2 separate regions of the Mus musculus genome follow, and region 1 is linked to region 2. The links are chromatin contacts, called in public Hi-C maps. All regions are on one chromosome and are shown on one strand. The core of a region is the stretch at or near the end of the contact, and the rest is flanking DNA. Distances in the headings are between cores, read along the strand shown. Region 1 overlaps Gm34080 (a long non-coding RNA gene). Region 2 has its middle 22 kb from the start of Six4.

Region 1 (3,955 bases), core at 813-3,312, 390 kb before region 2:
CCTGGTTTTGGTCCCCCATTCCATCCTTCTTTTCTTCCCTCTCTCCCTCCCTTTCTTCCCTCCCCTTCCTTCATCTACTCTCTCACCTCCTCCTTTTGTTCTTTTTTCAAGATGGAGACTTGCTATGTTACCCAGGCTACCATCAAACGCCTGGGCCAAAACAGGCTTCCTGTCTCAGCCTTCCTCACTGAGACTGTAGGCATGCACCCATGCCCTTCTGGAATCTTGGCTTCTCTCTCATGTCTCTCCCTTGCAACCTTGTCCTTCATATATCCTGCTCTCGCTTCTTGCATCGAAAACTTGAACAAAAGAAAGCACACCAACTGTAACAGCTTGAGGTATGTCAGTGTTTTCTTGAGGGATCAGAACAAAACTGCTCTCTGTGCAGATGTGTTGTCACCTGAAAGTCACCTGCTTGCTTAGCTTCTTCTCCTTCCTACTCTGTTGTCCCCATGGACAAATACTTTCTTAATGAGTGACCCACACAAAAATCTGTGTATAGGGGGTGATGTTGCCTGGCAGTACCCTCCTTCCTTCTACCTTCATGTGACCGCTGAGTCTCCATGATTCTGCCTCTGATATACATTTAAGACCTGCCCAGCTCTCTCTTCCTTGCTGCCCCCATTGCACTTCCTTAGCAACAGCCCAGTTTCAGAGCTGTTCTGTGTGTGGTAACCAACAGTGCTTCCCCTAACAGAAGCTGCTGTACCATCTCTTCGCTTGTTGATCTTCAGGAATGTCACACTGACCTTAAAAGAAAGAGTAAGCTTTTAACTGGCCTTGCAAGACCCTTCCTCATCAGGACTGGGCTCTTTGGCAGACACCTCCTTCCTCCTTCCTCCTTCCTCCTTCCTGCTTCCTGTTTCTTGCTTCTTCTTTCCTCTTCCTCCTCCCTCCCCCTTCTTCCTCCTCCCTACCTTGTGTTCAACTCACAAAGCTTCTTTGTCAGCCAGACTTTGGGCAGGTAACAGTGACTCTTCCCAACGCTCTCCCTTTTTCTCTCTTTCTCGGCACTTTTTAAAAGAAACCATTTGCTTAACAAGTATTTCTTATGTCCCTGCCAGGTGCGAGGCCTTGCGAGTGGATCTGAGGTCTGTGGTTGCATGAATATTCTTGGGCTGTCAGCCTGAGGACACTTTCCTAGTGACACCCTCACAGTCCACCTACCCTGAGCCACGGAACATGTGGGCTGCTGTGAGCTCCCAAAACATCTGGACCAGCAACCAGACTTGGACTGTCGGCTGGTGTGAAACTCTTGATGGCCAGCTCTCAGAGAGCCAAGGGTGGGGCTATCTTCTATTCTGCAGAGGCAGATCCTGGGATGGACGCTGGCACGTACTAGGTGCTCAGTAAACAATCCTTCAATGAAAAATTCTCACTTTCACATTACATGTGGCTCACAGGGAAGTCCTTTTTGCTCTGGCCCCATTTGTCATGGCCTCAGGTGTGGAAGAGCCTTACCCAGGCCCTGCTTAAGTGTTCTTGGGCGATGGGCTCAGGAATAGCCCACACTGCCTTTGGTCAGGAGACACTTTTTGTCCACTAATTTTCATAACCTTGTCTGTTTGGGAGAAAATCTAATCCAGATGTTCCCAATTCATTAACATTAAACTCATCACCATGGGACACCCTAACAGATTTTGATGGCCATGAAGTCCTTCTTCACAAAACAGGCTTTGCCAGCTATTAAATAAGCATAAGACCTCAGTTTGCATTTGGGTCCAAATTTAGACTCAGCAAAAATGGGGGTGTGTGTGGGGGGGGTAAAGTTTGGCAATTCTGTCATCTCTCTCTCTCTCTGTGGAGGCACAGATGGGATTTCACAGACCTTGGAATGTAGATTTCCTAACGATGCGGTGAGTGTCATGGTGTGATGTTCCAGCCACCAGAAGGGCAAGGAAACCAGGCTTCTGTGCCTTTATGATCCCTTCAGTTCATCCTAGAGAGAACTAGGAGACAACCGAGAGAGCAAGAAAGGTGTCAGACAACAGTGGGTAGGCAAGCACACACATGTGCACAAAGATACACACCCCAAACTGAAACAGCCTAGCGATTCACTACCACACCCGGGCACTGAAGTGTGCTAAGCCTTCCAGGAGGCAAAGAGCTGAGGTCACCAGCCCCCTCCTCCCTCTCCCTCTCCCTCTGCTTTGCTCTGCCCACCCTTCTTTCTCTGACATAAGGGTATTTTTTGGCACACACAAAAAATGGCTTCTCGTTCCATCGAATTAACTCAACGCTACAAAACTAACTCGAAGTGATCTGTGAGAATATTTTATGGCTCAGAAAATGTGTGTACAAGGGTGGTTCTCTGGAACTGTTGGGAAATGCTGTCTTGGCACAGCGAGTTGCTCCCTCCACAAACTTTGGATGTTGCAATCTATTTGTTTCAAAGGCTATTACAATCAATGGACTAGGAAGATCCAAAGACAAGAGTCCAATGTCATTTATTCTTGAATATTCGGTTCTCATTGCTTGGCACATGGTTCCTGAAATAGCTGATGAATGAATGAATGATTCTATCAATCAATGCTTCTGTATTAAGCAGAGATTTCAGGTCTCACTGTCCAGGTTTAGATAGTTATAGAGACAGGCCAACGTAGGATGGAGAGAGGGAAGGAGAGAGGGGAAGAAAGGCAAGGCAAGACTCCCACTTCCTCACGATCCCATGAGCAGAACCTCAGAATTTTAAACAATTCGTTCAAGTAGCAGCAACATGCTTTGAGCAAAACCCTACATTAGTATTCGTTGACTGCATGTTTTGCCTCCATTTTATAGCCTGCTTTGGGTGGCAACACCCTGCAAGCTTGCCATTCCTCTGCCTTCCCAGGTTGCCACCATTCTAACACCAACAACACAAACATGCAAGTCTGAAGCACCCATGTACCGGTGGCTCCGTGATCTAGGATACCCAGTTTCTGCAGAGCTCCAAAGTCAATGGCGCCTGTGAGTAAGGAATAAAGCAGTCACATGATTTGGGTGTTTGGGGTTTTTTTGTTTTGTTTTTTGTGGTTTTTATTATTTTTTTTTTTTGAAAAAATTTTAATCGTGTTTTCTTCGTATGTGATTGGATTTCCTTAGTCATCCTGAAAGCCACAGGCTTGCTAGAAGACCACATCAGTGCTTGGATGCAGAGGCACGGCCTCTGTCTGAAAGGAAGGGAGAGATGATGTCATTGCTAGCCGTGAAGGACTGGAGGGATTACAAGATTTGAAGTGGGATTTGAGTAAACCTCTGGTGCTGCTGGCGGCCTGTTCACCTGTACAGAACTGCCTCCCGCCCGCCTCTGCAGCTATAATTACTGTCCTCTTGGCTGGGGATTCTGACAGCTTGCTTTGGGTCATTTTTTCCACTCTGAGTTTCAAGGGATTTTTACCACAGACTTGGTTCTCTCCATTCTACTCTTATTCAGATCTTTTGGACATGATTTCACATTGCGAGCACCCTGAAGTGTCAGAGGGGTATTAATGGAACGGTACCCTTGTCGGCTTAGGAGCTTCGATGGAGAAGCAATTACGGAGGCGAGGAGTGGACCACAGCCATTTAGGGATCACTTCAGCCCTCAGAGGGCTGCACAGCTGTGCTTGGCTTTCTTACTCTTGTGAGACTGCGTGACTGCTATTCAAGTTATTTTCATAGCAACGGGCCAGACTTTTGGTGTGTCCAACTCGTACAAAGATCCTACATGGTAGAGTGTAGATTTGGAAGAATTAGAGCTTTCTCGCCAGCAAGACACTTTCAGTCCAGTAAAAATCCATTCAAGAGCAAGTAGTGGCCTAGCCATGAGTGCGTCTGCTGAGCCAGGCTGGAGAGACCTTTTGAGAGTGTCCTTTTCTGGGACGGGGATGGTCACATGAGAGATTTGTAGGTGTGCTTGTCTCTGTGTTAGTGTTCTGAAGGTCGTTGCAGGTGCCAGGCACCCTGGCGCTGCTCACTCTGTCACTCCTTGGCTGAT
Region 2 (4,378 bases), core at 1,392-3,891:
TATGTAGGCCAGTCCAGCCTCTGCCTTCTGAGAACTGGGATGAAAAATATTCACATACCACCACATCTGACTATTTTTAAAAATAATATCACAAACATTCCTGGCTTTATTCTCTGTCTGTCTGTCTGTCTTTCATTGCTAAGGATCAAGACCAGGACCTATTTATAGAAGCTCTCTGGCACTGAGTTACAGCCCCAGCCTTCCTTCTACTTTCTGTGACTGGGCCTCAGTATAATAGCCTAGGCTAACTTCTAATTCACGCCTCCTGCCTCTTCCTCCCAAGCAATGGGATCACAGGCATGGATAGCATGCTCAGCCAAATTAAAAAAAAAAAAGTTTCTGAATATGTATGTCTATATGTTGTATGTGTGTGTGTATGCATGCTCTCATGTATACATGTGTGCATATGGATGTGGAGGCTAGAAGTTGGTGTTGAGTACCTTTCTTCGTCAGTCCTCGTCTTATATATTGAGGCTGGGCCTATCATTTGATTAGAGATTAACTAGCCAGAGAGCACAGACCCAGCTATTCTTGCTACCAGCTTGCCCTGGGAATCTCCTGTCTCTGCCTTTGGTTAGCTGGGATTCCAGTGGGCCACGGTGAGTACTGGGGTATCTGAACTCTGGTTCTCACTTTGGTATGCCAAGGGCCTTACCTACTGAACCATCTCCCCAGCCCTCCAGATTTTAAAGTTACTTTTGAGACTGGGTGATATATAGCCCAGGCTGGCTGAGGATGCCTCCCTCTTCTGAGTGATCTTCTAGGAGTGTGTACACACTACAACAGCCGGTTTTATTACGTGATAGGGACAGAGCCCAGGGCTTCGGGATTTCAATATGAGCATTTTACATCTTCAGGTCCTTTAAAATAATAATAATAAGAAGAAGATGGATGTAGACAATCATAGGCCAGGTGCTAGAACTGCCCAGAACCAGCTCCTTCCTTCTGCCCCTCCCTGAGTTGGAGTTAGTGTCAGCTGTGAGAGACAATTATGTTTTCTCCATAAGCCCGATGTCCCTGTTCCCAGCAGCTGCAAGGGTCACATATTCTAGTTTTACATAGACAAAGGAGGAATTGGATTGCAGCTGTAGAGGTGGTAGAATACTTGTGTATAGGAAGCCTTAAACTGAATAATCAAAAGTAACACATTACCCAATGAAAGAAAAGAAAGAGAAGTTTCCCCATTGTCTAAACAGGCTGGGAGTGTTCACTGTAACAACCTCAGAGAAATGTTTTCATTGGCCCATTTTACCTGTGCATTCATTCGTTCATTCATTTCCTGTGGTGCTGGGCACATCACTCGGGTCCTTTCTAAGTTTTATGCATTCTCATAGGTCCATTTGAGATCACACTCCAGTCAAGACCCAGTCATGGTGCACAAGTTAGGGATAATGTGATTGGCCAAGTTGGACAAAGTCATGGAACAGGATGCAGCTTTTTAAGAGAAGATGGCAGCACCCAGTGGACAGGTTGGGCAGAGGCATGAGAGTGGAAGGTACCTAGGAGATGGCTGCTTACCCATCAAATAGTAAATGCTAGGCTAGCAAGTAGCTCGACGGGTAAGAGTACTTGCTGACCAAGCATGAGAGCCCATCTACTGAGTTGCATGTGGAGAGATGGCTCAGTAGTTAAGAGTTTAAATTGTTCTTAGAGACAGAACCTGAATTTAAGTCCTAGCGTCCACATCAGACAGGCCACAGCTACCTGTATCTCCAACTCCAGAACATCTGATACCTATTTGAGCTTCTTAGGTACAAACACATAAATAGATAAATTACAAAAACACATAAAATTTGTTTTTTTTTTTTCGAGACAGGGTTTCTCTGTGTAGCCCTGGCTGTCCTGGAACTCTCTCTGTAGACCAGGCTGGCTTTAAACTCACAGAGATCTGCCTGCCTCTGCCTCCTGAGTGCTAGGACTAAAGGTATGTGCCACTTCGACCAGTTTATAATAAGAATTAAAAAAAAAAAAGTCAAGTGTGGTCACACCCTGAGTGCCTGTAAGTCTAGTGCTGGGAAGGGGGATGACTTATGCCAACAAGCTCCGGGTTCAGTGAGACCCTGTCTCAAGGAAGTAAGGAGGAGAGTGACAACCAAAGTGACAACCAAAGTTCTTCTCTGGCAAATGCCTGTGCACACAGGTGTACATACAGTATACAGAACAGCAACACACACACACACACACACACACACACACACACACACACACACACAGAGAACCAGAGTTTCCAGTGAAAGCATTTTAATTTTAACTGTGATGATGGTGGAGGTATTATGAAGTGAAAAACCCAGCACCTTGTCTTTCCTTCTGTCCCCGAATGGTAGCCCAGATTACATCCCCACAGACCATCTAGTTACCCAGCAAAAACACTCATAGTTACCTGCTGATTAGATCCTGGAATCGAGCTTGTTTACCCCAAACTGACCTGATAATAAAATACTGTTTTCTAACACCCAGAGCCAGCTAGCTGGTTTTGTCCAGTCTCCTTGCAGGCATAGACTTACTGATCTTATCCGAGGCCTAGCTGGTGGCTTGACTTTGAGATGGATTGTTTCCACGTTTCTCTGCCACTCTTGAGCTGGCAAAGTCTGCTTATTAACCTTTAACTCACAGTGCAAAATACCTCTGTTTGCTTTGGCCTAGCCTGATGGGTGACGAGTGCTGCCTGGGTTTGCCTTTTGTTGTTTGGTTAGCTAATTCCACTGTGTACCTTAGTCACATTTTGTATATACCACTAGACACCTTGATAATCACAATTCAAGCTTTGAAGAAAAGGAAGATTAGATAATGTGCCCTCCTTTCTTACGATTTAATTCATTACTTTCTGAGAAGGCGTGAGACTAGGCCCCAAGCCACAGTGGAGTAGACTTGTTACACGTTCCTAAGTGCAACAAGCCAGCTACTGTCACAGTATAAAAGTTAGGTTGTGCAATTATAGAAAGCTGGGGCTGGAAAAATGGCTCAGCAGATTAAAGCACTTGCCACCAAGCTTGGCGATTTGAGTTCAATCCTCAGAGCCCACAGGGTGGAGAGATGCTCCACTTTCATACTGTGGCACCCCCCCCCCCCACACACACACCCACACACATACAGACATAAAAGAAGTAAAGAGATTATTTTATGTGTATATATGTAATTACATATATGTGAGGAGGAAGGCCATCCGGTCTTCTTTGTTTTCAATTGTGGTAAAATAAATACAACATAAAATGTACTATTGTAACCTTTTTAGAAAATACAACTCACAGCTGGAGAGATAGTGTGACAGTTAAAAGACATTTGCTGTCCTTGCAGAGGACCTGGGTTCAATTCCCAGCATCCACATGATGACACACCACTATCCATAACTGCAGTTACAGAGAATCTGATGCCTTCATCTGACCTCAGTTGGCACCAGGCTTGTATATGACACACATACATAAATGCAAATGATACATTCATATACATAAAATAAATAAATCTAAACAAATGTGATGTTTAATCAGGCATGGTTCATACCTGTAGCCTAGGCATTCAGGAACCAGAGGCAAGAGGATTGCCACAAGTTTGAGACTAATCTAGACGCCATACTGAGTCCCAGGCCAATGTAGGCTGCAGTGTTAAGACCCTGGGTCTGGTCTGGAGAGATGGCTCAGAGATTAAAGCAGTTGTTGATCTTGCAAAGGACCCAGGTTCAATTTCCAGCACCACGTGGTGATTCATAACAATCTGTGATTCTTAGTTTCAGAGTACCCACTGCTCTTTTCTGACCTCCATTGGAATCAGGCTCACACATGGCACACACATGCACACACACACACACACACACACACACACACTCACTCAGGCAAAAGACAACACATTAATAAAAAAAAAAATCAATCTGGGTCTGGAGAGATGGCTTAAGAGCACTAGCTGCTCTTCCAGAGGACCCAGGTTTAATTCCCAGCACCCAGGTTCAATTCTTTGGCAGCTCACAACTGTCTGTAATGCTGGTTCCAGGAATTTAGCACTCTCAGACAGATAAACATACAGGCAAAACACCAATGCACAAAATAATAAATAAACCATTTTAAAACAAACAAACAGACAGACAAACCCCCTGTCTCAAAGAACAAACCAAACCAATGCACAGTTTTGGGGCTGGAAATATGTGGGAATATAGCTCAGAGCCAGAGCACATATTTGGTGTTTAGTATATATGTTTGTATGTGTATAAATAACATATATATGGTCTGTAGTATATATGTTTGTCTGTGGATATATAACATATATATGGTGTTTAGTAGTATTGCGTGCATTCACAGTGTCCTGTAAGCACTCTCCAGAACTATAACAATCTTGATATCCTTTGCATATATATATATATGTATATATATATGTATGTGGATATATATAT

What was found. A called contact is a pair of places that touch in the nucleus more often than the background predicts.
Region 1: a contact with region 2 is called in a Hi-C map of liver, with 2.7 times the contacts expected there. The contact joins two enhancer-like sites. A contact is called at or near these places in 2 of 484 Hi-C or Micro-C datasets (both in liver) and 3 of 115 datasets of contacts at active chromatin or transcription factors (all in embryonic stem cells).

The regions. Positions count from the first base shown.
Region 1 is chr12:73,479,763-73,483,717 of GRCm38.p6, reverse strand. All of the region lies in intron 2 of Gm34080 (a long non-coding RNA gene), which reads right to left. Among named protein-coding and RNA genes, the nearest start is that of Gm34016, 28 kb to the left of the region's middle. Within about 2 kb of position 2,062, at least 35 of the 459 cell types and tissues checked have an H3K27ac peak or open chromatin away from gene starts, as enhancers often do. A contact at or near this core is called in liver, where this site is marked.
Region 2 is chr12:73,089,379-73,093,756 of GRCm38.p6, reverse strand. No RefSeq gene overlaps it. Among named protein-coding and RNA genes, the nearest start is that of Six4, 22 kb to the left of the region's middle. Within about 2 kb of position 2,641, at least 12 of the 459 cell types and tissues checked have an H3K27ac peak or open chromatin away from gene starts, as enhancers often do. A contact at or near this core is called in liver, where this site is marked.